Linked DNA regions of Mus musculus: regions 1 and 2 are each linked to region 3. The links are chromatin contacts, called in public promoter capture Hi-C maps. All regions are on one chromosome and are shown on one strand. The core of a region is the stretch at or near the end of the contact, and the rest is flanking DNA. Distances in the headings are between cores, read along the strand shown.

The links. Promoter capture Hi-C pulls out the DNA fragments that hold promoters and counts their contacts.
Region 1: a contact with region 3 is called in a promoter capture Hi-C map of liver, with 2.8 times the contacts expected there. The contact joins the enhancer-like site here to the promoter of 4930545H06Rik in region 3. A contact is called at or near these places in 4 of 39 promoter capture datasets (frontonasal cranial neural crest, liver and pre-B cells), 1 of 484 Hi-C or Micro-C datasets (granulocyte-monocyte progenitors) and 1 of 115 datasets of contacts at active chromatin or transcription factors (embryonic stem cells).
Region 2: a contact with region 3 is called in a promoter capture Hi-C map of liver, with 2.9 times the contacts expected there. The contact joins the promoter of Rtkn2 here to the promoter of 4930545H06Rik in region 3. A contact is called at or near these places in 3 of 39 promoter capture datasets (embryonic stem cells, liver and stem cell-derived epiblast-like cells) and 1 of 115 datasets of contacts at active chromatin or transcription factors (bone marrow-derived macrophages).

Annotation. Positions count from the first base shown.
Region 1 is chr10:68,735,267-68,739,628 of GRCm38.p6, reverse strand. The region is part of intron 1 of Tmem26 (transmembrane protein 26); the gene reads right to left. Among named protein-coding and RNA genes, the nearest start is that of Tmem26, 14 kb to the right of the region's middle. Within about 2 kb of position 2,113, at least 5 of the 459 cell types and tissues checked have an H3K27ac peak or open chromatin away from gene starts, as enhancers often do. A contact at or near this core is called in liver, where this site is marked.
Region 2 is chr10:67,976,513-67,981,019 of GRCm38.p6, reverse strand. It overlaps Rtkn2 (rhotekin 2), which reads right to left and starts at 1,450. Exons shown (of 12, transcript NM_001359319.1): 1 at 1,208-1,450. The coding sequence starts at 1,246.
Region 3 is chr10:68,319,287-68,323,760 of GRCm38.p6, reverse strand. It overlaps 4930545H06Rik (RIKEN cDNA 4930545H06 gene), which reads left to right and starts at 2,619. Exons shown (of 3, transcript NR_045357.1): 1 at 2,619-2,703; 2 at 3,060-3,564.

The DNA.
Region 1 (4,362 bases), core at 864-3,363, 420 kb before region 3:
CGATCTCCTAATTCATTTTCCAATGCACACAGCAGCAAAAGCATGGTGACAATCACCTCTTCATACCAAGGGTCAATTTGCATGGCCTTGCCAATGGAGTTGACTTTCTCAGAGTTTTATGGTGACAGAGGATCAGTGTGATGGGGGTTCAGTGAGTCTCCCATTCCAGCTCCTACATTAGAAGTTTTGTGTGATGTGTTTGCATAGCCTTGTCTCAGCATGCATGTTTAAAAGAGCCCTCTCAACTCCCTTCCCTTGTTAAAAGCAGTTTCGTTGGACTAGGAGTCACTTGTATCATATCATTTAATTTACAAATCCTACCTCACTTATGAATATGAATCTGCAACAAAACCATGCTAGCACACAGTAGCAGCATTGGCCTGGTGAGGATCAGTATGCCTCAGCATCAGGTGGATGAGCTCAGTGGACAACAGCTTATCCTGGTGCTTATTGAGAAATTCTACCTCTGCCCCTTAGTTTCACAATCCTGAATCACCAGGTGTACTGGCTAGTTTTGTGTCAACTTGACACAGCTGGAGTTATCACAGAGAAAGGAGCTTCAGTTGAGGAAATGCCTCCATGAGATCCAACTGTAAGGCATTTTCTCAATTAGTGATCAAGGGGGAAAGGCCCCTTGTGGGTGGGACCATCTCTGGGCTGGTAGTCTTGGGTTCTATAAGAGAGCAGGCTGAGCAAGCCAGGTGAGGCAAGCCAGTAAAGAACATCCCTCCATGGCCTCTGAATCAGCTCCTGCTTCCTGGCTTGCTTGAGTTCCAGTCCTGACTTCCTTTGGTGACGAACAGCAGTATGGATGTGTAAGCCAAATAAACCCTTTCCTCCTCAACTTGCTTCTTGGTCATGATGTTTGTGCAGGAATAGAAACCCTGACTAAGACACCAGGAAATAGACTCTTAGAGAGGAATTGTCTAATTGGGTTGCCTGTGGGCATGGGTGAGAGAGATTTTCTTGACTGAGATTGAGTTGGGCAGATTCAGTGTGTAGGTGGGTGGCACCATCCCCTATGCCTGCCCTCTGAACTGTGTAAGCAAGAAGACAGCTACGAATGAAGCATGCAAAATCCCAAGCATTTGTCCTCTCTGTGCTCTGGCTGTGCATATGAAACATCAAGTTCCTGCCTTGACTTCCACATAATAACAGACTGTGACCTGGGATCAGAAACCAAATGAAGCCTTTCTTCTCTAAGTTGCCTTTGCGCCAGGATGTTTTCTATCACAGGAAAGGAAATAAAACCAGTACAGTGGGCAATGGAAGTGAATCTAGATAATTTGAAATAATAAGTTGGGCACAGTGATGCACACCTGTAATCTCAGTACCCTGGAGGTTGAGATGCAGGAGGATTGCAATCGTGAGGCCAATTCGTGATGCATATTAAGACTTTTCTTTTTAAAACCAAACAAAGATGATGATGATAAATAATAATAAGAGACAAGTAAGGTTCTTTTTCAAGCTTATTTCTTCAAATTGTGTTTGGTTTTGGATTAAATTCTTTCTTGATAAGAGTATCTCAAAGTCAAATTATTAAGTTAATTCATTTTTAGTAAAAATGTTTTTAGTACTTATTTGTAGTTGCGAGATTAAACTTTACCCAAATGACATTATTATAAGGTAGAGAGATAAATAAATAAATAAATAAATAAATAAAGTAACAGGGGAAAAAGGAAAAATGGGTGAAGTTTTAAAAGGCTATTTAACCTTCGTTATTGTCTTTAATCTTCTGAGAAAAAGAAAGAAATAGAAAGGGCAAGAAAAACGTCTTTAAAAATCAATATTTAATATAGACACTCTTCTACTTTTGATTTCTTGCCAAAACCAATTTTGAAGCAAAAGGTTATGGGTCAAGATATTATTAAACTCTAACTTGGAAGATGTCTGAGCTGCAGAGAAATGTCAAAAACTCATGTCGGGCATGCTCTTAAAAGAAAGAAACCATCGACTCTTTGACCTTATGTATCACAGGAAACATGAGGAAGATTTGCTGAGAGACACGAGGAAGAACGTCAATTTTGGTCAGAGGGCAAGCTGCATATGTCAATTGCTTGTGTTTGGACATAGCGAATGTTGGCAAAACAAAAGTTTGTTAACCTCAAGTTAATCTCGAGCCTAACATCCCCAGTAATACTGTTAAAATAATAATCTGGGGGAGGTGCTAGGCACAGAACACAGTAGAACTCAAAGGAAGTTGAAAATAAACCAATGACCTTAATATCTCTGATGCGTTAGATCCATTTCTATAATTAGAAAAAGTATCATTATCCCTTTTCAGTGTATTCCCCTTAATTAGGAGATTAGCTCAGCAAACACACACACACACACACACACACACACACACACACACACACTCTTTCTCTCTCTCTCTCTCAACTCAATATTCAAGAATTTCTGTGTTAGGAAATATAGAAAGTCTAACCTCATTCACCCCATAGTCAGGGCTCCGGGACCTGTTTTTTTGTGCCTTACCCCTAGCACATCCTTTCAAGACCAGCAACTTCAGCCCCAACTTACTGTTTACCTAAAAACAAAGCAAAATAAAACCAAAGAAAATGTGGAATAGATTAGTGGTATAGCTCTTCTGGAGCCTTGGCTTCCAGCCCCAGTGCTGCTAAAGCAAAAACAGTTTTGGGGAATATTCCTTTCTTCAACCCTTCCTTCTTAGGACTCTGTGACACACAAGAAGGTGAGAAGAGAGACTCAGGTTGAGGAATAATTCACATTCTACTCTATGCACTGCCTCCCCTAACAAACTATGTCCCTTGTTCAGATCAGCATGCCTAATGTGGCTGAGCTTTGAAAAAAGGATGGCGAACACCTTTACACATGGGCATCTCCTTGCCCCCTAACAACCAAAGCCTTTTGGGGACACTCTTCTGTGCATGTCTGCCTATTTATATCCGACTTGTACGTTCAGGGCACAGCAGGCAGTGTTTGGAATCTGCATTGTCCATGAGACCCAAAGAATGCGGTGCTATTTTGTAATCACGTGGATGTTAGGTTGGCTTTCATAATATCAGCTTTCTGAAGGCAGACCACCTGTCTCCTGATCCCTGCCTTTCCCTGATTTTTAACATCCTCTTCTCCAAGACAGCACATTGTTACCTTGTTTAGTGCTCAGTTACTGTCTGTTCAGCAAATACTAAACTGATTAAATGCTCGTATTTGGGAATAAGGAATTACTGACTGAATAAAAATGATGAATCTACAAACATGCACACGGACCTTTTACTTATGGAAGTCTAGTTAATTCGAAAAATACTTTTTGAGCCCTGATCTTTAGAGAATTATTATTCAACATTTATTCTTTTTCAAAAAAGGTTAATTAATATATGTTTTTGTGCATGTGTGTATATGTGTGTTTGTATATGCACACCACATGTAAGCAGGTATCCACAAAGGCTAGAAAATGGCATCAGACCCCCTGGATCTGGAGTTAAAGTGGTTGTGAGCTGTGTAAAGTAGAAGTTAGGGACCAGAGCTGGATTCCCTGGAAGAGCAGCATGTGATCTTGACTCCCGAGCCCCCCTCCCCACAACTTCTCCAGTCCAATGACTCATTACCTCTAAGGCAGAATGGTCAGTAGCAGCGGTCACACTCGGAAGAGCTCAATTGCAATACTGCCTTCCTTTCCTAAATGTCTGTATATTACTTGCCTTTTGAGACATAAGACCAGTTCAGAGTGTTAGTAGAGCAATGTGACCCGTGTGACCAACATTTCAGAGTCTCAATTACAGAACTTCTGTCTTCCCCATCAGTTCTGTATGCAAATAAAACAGAAACCACTGGTCTGCTTGCATCAGAGGGTGCTGTTGCCACTGCTGAGAACACCACAACCCACAAGTGCTAGATTCTCACTTGACCTCTGCAAGGTGGAGAGCTGTGGGGATCACTTGCCTGCTGTCGGCTTTATGAGACAGCCTGCTCCCAACTCTGTGTACCTCTGGGCTGAGTTATGTTTCTTCCTCACTAAGCTTTTACCATATTCTTCAAGGGCCATGAAGACACTGGGAGATTCAGGCCTTCAGAAACATGTCTGCCTGTCTGGGATGTCCTCTGCCTCAATGGAGTCTGATTACGTCCTTCCCCTGGCTGTCGTCAACAAGATAAAGACTCCTCTACAAAACTTTCCCAGGTCACTTGAGTTGCAAGCCTTCCCATTATGCATTTTTTTTCTTCATATGCTTCAAAATTTATAATTACATGTGCATGTTAGTGTGTATTATGTGTTGGATATCATTGAGTTATGTACCTTCCTCCAAGTAATTCTCTATTTTAGTGCACACACAATTTTGACTCTCTGCCCCTAATTAAAGGGTGCCCTTTCCCCCTTAAGAGGGTGTGGCTCATATG
Region 2 (4,507 bases), core at 201-2,700, 340 kb after region 3:
GGATTTCTGAGTTCGAGGCCAGCCTGGTCTACAGAGTGAGTTCCAGGACAACCAGGGCTACACAGAGAAACCCTGTCTCGAAAACAAACAAAACAACAAAACAACAACAACAAAAAAAGAAACTTAACAGATCTCCATTTAGTTCAGTAGAAATAGAGGCTGTGTTAACCATCAACATAGGCGTGGGGTGTGGCTCTGCTGATTGAGGGCTTGTCTAGAATGCACAAGGCACTGGGTTAGAACCCAGCTCCACTCCATCTTAAGTCAGGCTCGGTGTGGCAGCCCTATAAAGTCCATAGTAGGAAAGTGGAGGCAAGAGGAGTTTTAGGAGTTCAAGGCTACCCTTTGACAAAGGCAAATAGGATACCTAGAATACATAACAAAAATAAGAAATATTTCACAAGAAAGTTGAAAGTTTTGTGTATGTTTGTAGCAAACACGTCTTGTGACTACTAATATGGTTTGCACAATAACTCAAACAAAGCCTGGCTCAACATTCCAGAGAATTACAGAGGACTTCCTAACAATACTGCATCTACTAAAGAAATTCTATGATCCTGCAGTATTCGCCTCGACCCACAAATCTGGCAAGAGTATATGGTTCGAACTACTATACTTCAGGAGCCGGTAAGAGGTGAAAATTAAAATTAAAATGAAGATGTCGCTACAAGGATATAAGGGGTTTCTTTTCATTAAAATACTAAAATAATGAACAGGAAGAATACTTTTAACACTTGACTGGGGTTCCCAAGAAATATTCTCGACTACACTAAGTGTAAAAGATTTTGAACATATTTTAGATAGCTAAAAAACAAACAAACACTGGATTCGTCCTCCTTTTTTCCTAGTATTTGTGCATGTATCCATGTTTAAACTTACACCTTCCTGGAAAGCTAAGAACATGCCATTTGAGCGTTCACCCCGCGGCGCCCCACAGTTTGATGCTGGCTCACACGGCTACAAGCAGCACCTTGCATTACACGCCCAGCTGCGCGGGCCGGGGAGCAACTCGAGCACCGACTCCCGGAGCATCACCTCCCCTGCAAGCCTTGGAAGACCGGCAGGTGGGATGGGCCCCGGCGTCCTCCTGTTGCCCCCGGCCTCGCTCTCCTCCTTCGGTGCACCCTTCAGGCGTGCAAGCCGCGGAGCTCGCCCGGCTCTCGGTCTCGGCCCAGGCTGCAGCTCTCCAGTCCCCTGCCTCGCTCACCTGCTGCGCGGCGAGACCCCTCAGCAGCTGCCCCTCCATCTCGGTGCAAGGCACGGCCGATTTGAAAAGCGCGCCCCAGGGCTGCAGCTGCAGATTGCACCAACCGCTCGGCCGTACCAAGTCTGGTCTGCAGGGGAACCCGGCCCACGACGCCGCGCAAGCGTACTAGGAGCCTCTCTGTCTTTAAAACAGCACGGAGACCCGAGACTCTGAACAGACCCTCTGCTACCGCAGGGCTTAAGCGAGGGCGGGGAGTGGGCGGGGCCTGTTGTGTGGTAGGCGGGGCCTAAATACGAAGAGCAAGTCCGGGTGGGTGGGGTCTGTGGCAGGCGGGGCCTGAACCCGCCTGGGTTTTGTCGGCTAGTGGGCGGGGCCTCAACTGGTGGGCGGGGTGGAGCCTTAGAGAAGGCTCGCCATAGAAATCTTTGGCAGGTGGTTTTCTTGTCAGGTTTAAAGTGCGCCTTCTTCTTGCATCCCGCCCGAAGTTGTTTAAAGGCATGAACTGACCGGACCCGACAGACCAATCAGGGATATAAGGATCCATTATCTGTCTCTCAAACATGGCTGCACTCAAAGATCATGCTCTTGAAGGCTGGGCAGACAGACACATTTTGCGAGTACTTCTGTCCCCGGGTTTGTTCGCTTCTAAAGTGACAGCAGACAACACTATCCAGAAGCCTGGTCGTTATTAGCACAGGCTTTTATTAAGAAAGAGGAAGGGGAGATGCTGAAATGCTGAACTCGAGGCCTTAAGCACAGTGAGCAACTGGTCCACCACTGAACTATCCAGCTTAGACTTTTAATTAGAGGATGTACACACCCTTGTAAAGTGTTTAAAATTACCCCTTGACATATCTTGTACCGGAAATGTGTAGGGCTTTGGACATTTTCCTCCTGAGGGAAGACTCTACCAAATCAACTCTCCTACACCACCCTCATTAAAGGCCTGGGCAAGGCTCCTTTTATAAACAGAATGACCCTGTTTATTTTGGGGACATCTCACTTGTTCCAAAGTGGACTTTCAATGATATGGTCATCTTACTTACAGACCTCCTTGTTAAAGCAGTCAGTTGAAAGATGGACTTCTTAAAAAGAAACTGAGTGTGCCAGTGAGATGGCTCAGCAAGGAATGGTGCCCACCTAATGCCAAACCTCCCCGCCTAAGTTCCAATCCCCAGGATCCAAGTGGTGGAAGGAGAGAACCAGCTCCCAAAAGTAATATCTACATATGCGCCAGGACATGGGCATACCGCCCCCCTACACTGAATACAGAGGGGGGGAGGGAAAATTTGTGTGTATGTATATATACGCATATATGTATAAATATATATGCATATACGTATAAATATATACATATGTTTATATGCATATAAATATATATGATATATACATGTATGTTTATATATGTGTGTATACATACATATATGTGTGTGTGTGTGTATATATATATGTATATGTATATATTCCTTCCTCTCAAATGGATAAGTGCCTGGTTGAGAGGCTCTGGACTAGGTGATTCTAGAAGCTGCTATCCAGTTAGGAGTGCTTTTCCTCTTACTTTTGCAGTCTGTAATGACCCACCGTTGTAAAAGCACAAGAAACTCAAAATTACCAACACTCAACTCACACAGGTGCCTCCAAACCCAGGTCTGAATTCCATTCTCATGAAGTGCCCTTTGACCTAGCGCACAAGTCTCTTGTGCTGCTGCTTTGTGGTGCAATTATGCACTACAAACATGAGCTGCAGGAACTGGGCATTACACCTGACTCACAAACAAAAACATGCACACACACACACACACACACACACACACACACACACACAGACGAAATAGACACAGAGAGATGATCTTCAGACATGCAGCGTTTACCACATAATATACACTGTATTCAAACTCAGATTAAAACACCCTGAGAGAGAAAACCAAAATGATACACCAGTTTCAAATTGATCACCAATGTGGAAATACTGGTGGCTGAGTATCGCAGGTTTAATAATCCTAGGAAGAAATCTAGAAGAGGATGTGTGTGGGTTCTTACCTATAGACTATAGATAGTTGCTATGAAAGACCTTTCTCTTTGTAGAAGAAATGATGTGGGCCTATCTCTTTCTAAGTCATCAGGGGATGTGTCCCGGAAGTGCTTAAGCCAGCTGGTGATTAAAGTACCTCAGAATAGGATTTCTGTTTCCTTATTTATCCTCAAGCTTTTTTTTTTTCTTTTTTGTTACTGCTAGTTTCAGCAAACATAGTTCTCTTTGATGTCTGCAATGCATATAAAAATAGAACCAGCCATCAACACGCCAGAAGCTTAAAGAGTGGTAGCTGAGGATGCGCCCCACGTGGCAGGATGCTTGCCTGCACAAGGTCCTGAGTTCATCTCCCAGCTTGGCTTCAACTGGGCGTGGCAATACATGCCAATAATCTAAGTGCTCCAGAGGTAGGGCCAATACAACCAAAAGTTACAAATTATTCTTGCCTACAAAGTGAGGTGAGGCTCCTGTGGTTTCAAGAGACACTGTCAAACATAAAATAAAACTGGTTAAAGAGTTCACAAGAAGTAGTTGTAGTCATTTGAGAACTTATTTATCTAGCAAGGTAGTTATTTTACAACTAAAAGAAAATAATAAGTAGTATTATTTCATTTTTACTTATTTAAGGTATGTGAGTACAATGTCACTCTTCATACACGCCAGAAGAAGCATCGGATTCCATTACAGATGGTTGTGAGCCACCATGTGGTTGCTGGGAATTGAACTTAGGACGGCTGGAAGAGCAGCCAGTTCCCTTAGCCACTGAGCCATCTCTCCAGCCTCAATAAGTATTATTTTTAAGTGTTTGAGAGCCAAGTTGAGGCATCCTTCAACTCTCCTCAGGCTCTCCAAGGATATGTTAGGTAGCCACCCACATGCTTGGGTTTCCTTCAGCTGGAGGTTGAATAATAGGATCATTATTATAATATCATTATATAATACCATTATCATGTGGGCATTATTTATACTAGCTACAACATATTGAGATTAATTCATAATTAAATAGTGATAGAAACAAAGCAACTGAATAAGGCAATAAGTGTCAGAAAGTCTGTTTTCCTAGATTATTCTTCTTTCACTGGCTTGAAACTTACAGACATCCCCCTGCCTCTGCCTCTGCCTCAAGTGTTGGGATTCAAGACATGCCACACTGCACCCAGACCCTTTGTTTTTTTAAAAAACATAGTTTATTACAGAACAGGCAACTTTTGATATTGTTTTTATGTCACTGAAGAATCTCAAAAGGACTCCTATTTGAAAATTATCCT
Region 3 (4,474 bases), core at 1,370-3,869:
GGTCCCAGATCTACATTCTAGACATTGGGTCAGCCGAACACAGCTATTTTCCTGGGACTGCACCTTGATGCCAGGCTGTAAATAAGGTGCATCCATTTCTTCATGGAACCCAGGTTTAGCATGAGAAAACTGATCAGACACCATCAGTGTCACCTTGACCTGGGTCAGGACACAGGGGACTACTTAGTGTGTATTAGACACTGTTTTAGGATATGAGAGTGTTAGTGTCCAGTGTGGTATAGGCACTAAGTTCTGTAATTGTTAATTTGTCGGTCCTTCTCGTGTGTCAAAGAAAGGCCCCAGGGGGCAGGTGTGGGCCACCTCTGCTCAGACTCTGCAGCCTGGTCACAAAGTAAAGAGAAGAATTCCTACCCAGACATCACAGCACTGTGGAGGGTTTTCTTGTGGAATGCAGAGTATAAATAGCACCTGGTTCTCTCATATTACAGAGAAAGATGGTGAGGTCCAGAGACCCAACTTAAGTCACAAAGCAAATATACTTAAATTCGCCTCTCCTCCACTCACAGGTTTTCCTGCTCTGGCCTTAACTGTAAAGCTGAGCTCTACACAGTCCATTAGTAACAAGAGCTATAAAGCAATATACCATAAATTGTGTGTGCAGGAATCTTAAAGGGAGATCAGAGACTCTGGTGTGGAACAGCGGCAAGGTGGGGTTGGGTCTCATCCTCTGGATAGAGAGACCGGAGAGAAGAGTGATGTATCCTGCTGGATCCAAGTCAGCCTGACAGGATTCCATCTTAGTCTACCAAGCAAGTCTACCTTGTGGCCTGTGGGTAGTATGCATCCTGGGAGAACTGGGTACACAGACCAACTCCTCCGTAGCTAGCCATGTTGTGTTACAATGTTAATGTCAAAAGTTCAGACACTCCTGTGAGTCTGGGCCAAGCCTAGCACTAGCATCCATGGGTGAAGAGGGCAAAGAGTGAAGGGAGAGGACCAACAGGAGCACACATGGCACACATGCCTGATCTATAGTAGTGGCTCCTCTCTGTGTTGATTTCATTGCTACTTTATGGGAACAAAAAGCCATCACTGTCCTGCCAGAATCTCTGAATAGTTAAAAGAAAATCTTCACATGTTAGATTTTAATGTTGAGGTAGGAAATAGATAAGTAGACGGATGAATGGATCAATGGCTGGTGAATGAATAGATGATTGGTACATGTAAGATAGAGAAATGATAAGTGGATATAGTTGAGAAATTGATGGGTAAGAATAGAAGATCTACAGATAGATAGATAGATAGATAGATAGATAGATAGATAGATAGATAGATAGATACATACATACATACATACATACATACATACAAGAGATAGATGGGCAAATTAGAAGATCTACAGATGATAGATAGCAGATAGGTAGATAGATAGATGATTGATAGATAGACTGATAGATTGATAGATTGATAGATAGATGAGATGGATAGGTAATAATAGAAGATCTACATATGATAGATGATAGATAGATGATTGATAGATTGATAGAGAGATGGATAGGTAATAATAGAAGATCTACATATGATAGATAGATAGATAGATAGATAGATAGATAGATAGATAGATAGATAGATAGCCTTGGCAATACCTTCTCATTCATTAAAGTTGGAAATGCTTGAAAGATTTTAAAACACTGCAACACTGCAACACTGCCTAGGCTTCCTGAGAGCTAACATCCCTCAAGCCTGCTCTTTTACCACCATGTTCTCACCGAGTCTTGCCATGGACTGTAATTGTTACCTTGATTATGTTTGTACCATAAAAGGAACAGGCTTCGGACCATTTAACAAACCACTCCCATGCTTGAGCAAAGAAAGCTAGCATAACCAGGAATAACAAATTTCTGATGCCTAATCAACAGAGCAGTTATGGTCACAAAGTCCCTCCCAATCCCACAGGTCTCTAGTGGCCCTGTGGTTACCATCTACATTGTAGCAAGATGGAGAAAACAATGGAAAAGAATTCACCAGATTTGTACCCTAGGCCTCATGGGACCTGGGCATTATTCTTAACATAGCTTCCATGGGATGCCATGAAGAAGCTGAAATCTCTTGCTATGGGCTCAAGCCAGGCCAGTTTGAATCCAGCCTTGGTTCCACACAGCTGAGGGGATCAGACTCACGGTGTACCATGATAGTTAACACTGTCAACTTGACAGGATCTATAACCACTTAGGAGATAGGTCTCTGGGTGTGTCTGTGGCAGAATGTCTAAGTTGGGTTCACTGGGATGGGAAGACCCTCCTTAAATATGGATGGGAGCATTCTACAGGCTGGGGCCCTGAACTGAATGAAAAGGCTCCACACCAGAGTTCATCTCCCTTAGCTTCCTGATAGCAAAACTCATGGGTACCCACCTCAAGGTCACACCCCACCCCCACCCCATCCCCAAACTGCACTGTAACCTCAAACTGTGATGACATAAATCCTTCTTTTCTTCAGTTGTGCTTGTCAGCTGTTTTACCCCAGCAATGTGTAAATTAACCAACGTGACTAACACAGAGGGAATCTCGAGGCATTCACCAGCACCAGATGTCTTGATGCTGTCCCCTCCCCCACCCCTCCAACACCTCCCCGCATCACAATCTGCCACACAGGTCACCTGTGACAGAGGAGAAGACTTGAATTTGTGGAGCTGAGTGTCTCTGCCTGGGTCACCCCAGTTTATCAGTTAAGCCAGAGAAGGTATGATGTCCCCCATCTAAGAATAAGAATAGTAGTCTACATCACCTACCTACATTTTCTTTCGTCCTCTTCAAGAACTATAGTATATGAGATGGAGTAACTGTCTCCCGTATAGCAGGTACTTGTACATTTCAACTCCTTAAGCTGTCCTTGGGTTTGTTGTTTCATGGGAGTTATGTCGTCCGGGATGCCCTCAAACATGTTATGAAGCCCAAAATGGCCTCCACCTCCAGAATGCAGGATTATAGACATGTACCAGCACACCCAGTTTATCTGATAATGGATCAAATCTAAGGCTTTTTACATGCTGGACAACCAGTCTACCAACTGACTTAGCTCAAAAATCTGACTTGTAGGTCTAAAGTCCTTCTGGCCAGCCTTCTACTTCGGTGAAAAGTAAATAAGTGGACAGTGTTAAATCTACAACCATCCCTGCTCCAGACTTTTCGGGAAGAAATGGTACTTTGTAAAGAAGGTACCCGGTGGATGGAGTCAAGAACAGACATTTGTGAATCAACAAGGACCACCAACTGCCCTTAATCCTATAGAAAGTCTGGGGAAACTGAGGTTTAAAGATATAAATCTCTTGCCCAAGTTGTTTTCTTTTTTAAACTTTATTTTATGTGTATGAATGTTTCCCCTGCGTGTGTGTTCATGTGCCACATGCATGCAGTGCCTGCAGAGGCCAGAAGAGGGGTGTCGGATCCCCTGGCATTATAGAAGACTGTGACCCGCCATGTGGGTGCTAGGAACTGAACCTGGATCCTGGGGAGGAGCAGGCAGTGCTCTCAACCTCTGAGCCACGTCTCCAGCTCCTGAGTGACTACCAACCTGGGATCAGGCTTCTTACTTCTGTACAAGGTAAGCCATTATAAGCCATTCCCATGGTTTCTTCATTTGAAATGTTCGGCCCTGTGAGTATGAGGAAGAGAACGGGTTCTCTTTCTGGCCTCTCCCACCCTAACCTTTACTGTAACAAGACGGGCCACAGCCAATGGAAATGAAGCACAAAGACAGAGGCTCGGGTCAAACACACTGTTCTGGGGAAATCACATTAAAGGCAGTTCCTATTTGGGGACCTGCCCCTTTCTTCTTTCAACCTGGCCCTGCAGGGACAGTTGAGTAGTTTCCCTCTTGGATCTAAACTACATTTTCAAGTGGCTCAGATTTCCAGGCTGGTAAAGCTTCTTTGATAGAGATCAAGTTCAGCTTTGATCAGGAAACCATTTCCCACTTCCCTGTGAATTTGGACCAAAGCGGGGAAACTGAGCCAGGGCACACTCATCAAGCCAGGGAGGACGCTGCAGATCAAGGCAGAAGACAGACAAGGAGGACAGCAGGGTCCCCGGGCACCACAGGAAGGCTCCCTGTTGGCACCAAAACCCATGTGGAAGAGAGAGGCACTTTAAATAGAAATGAAGCAGCCGCTTGCTCCCTGTGCACTTTCAGATAAACACACAAGGTTCAGGCCTGGATAAAGGGGTGGTTTTGTTCCAAGCATAAAAACGGGCTTAGAAGACTTGTGTTTCCTGTTTTCTCACTCTCCCGACCACAAATACTTTTTATTGTAAGCCCTGAAAATCAAGGGATATTTAATAAATTAACACTTCAGCTGCTTAGGGGTCCCCCAGTCAGTTTGTATCCTGTTACTAGCCAGCCCCCTGTTCACTGAGTTCTGGCAGGAAGTCCTGCCTAACCTCTCTTCATTCAATGAGCATTATTTTCTACCGCTGCTGTGTTTCATGGCTTGACAATACTTTATTGGGTTGCT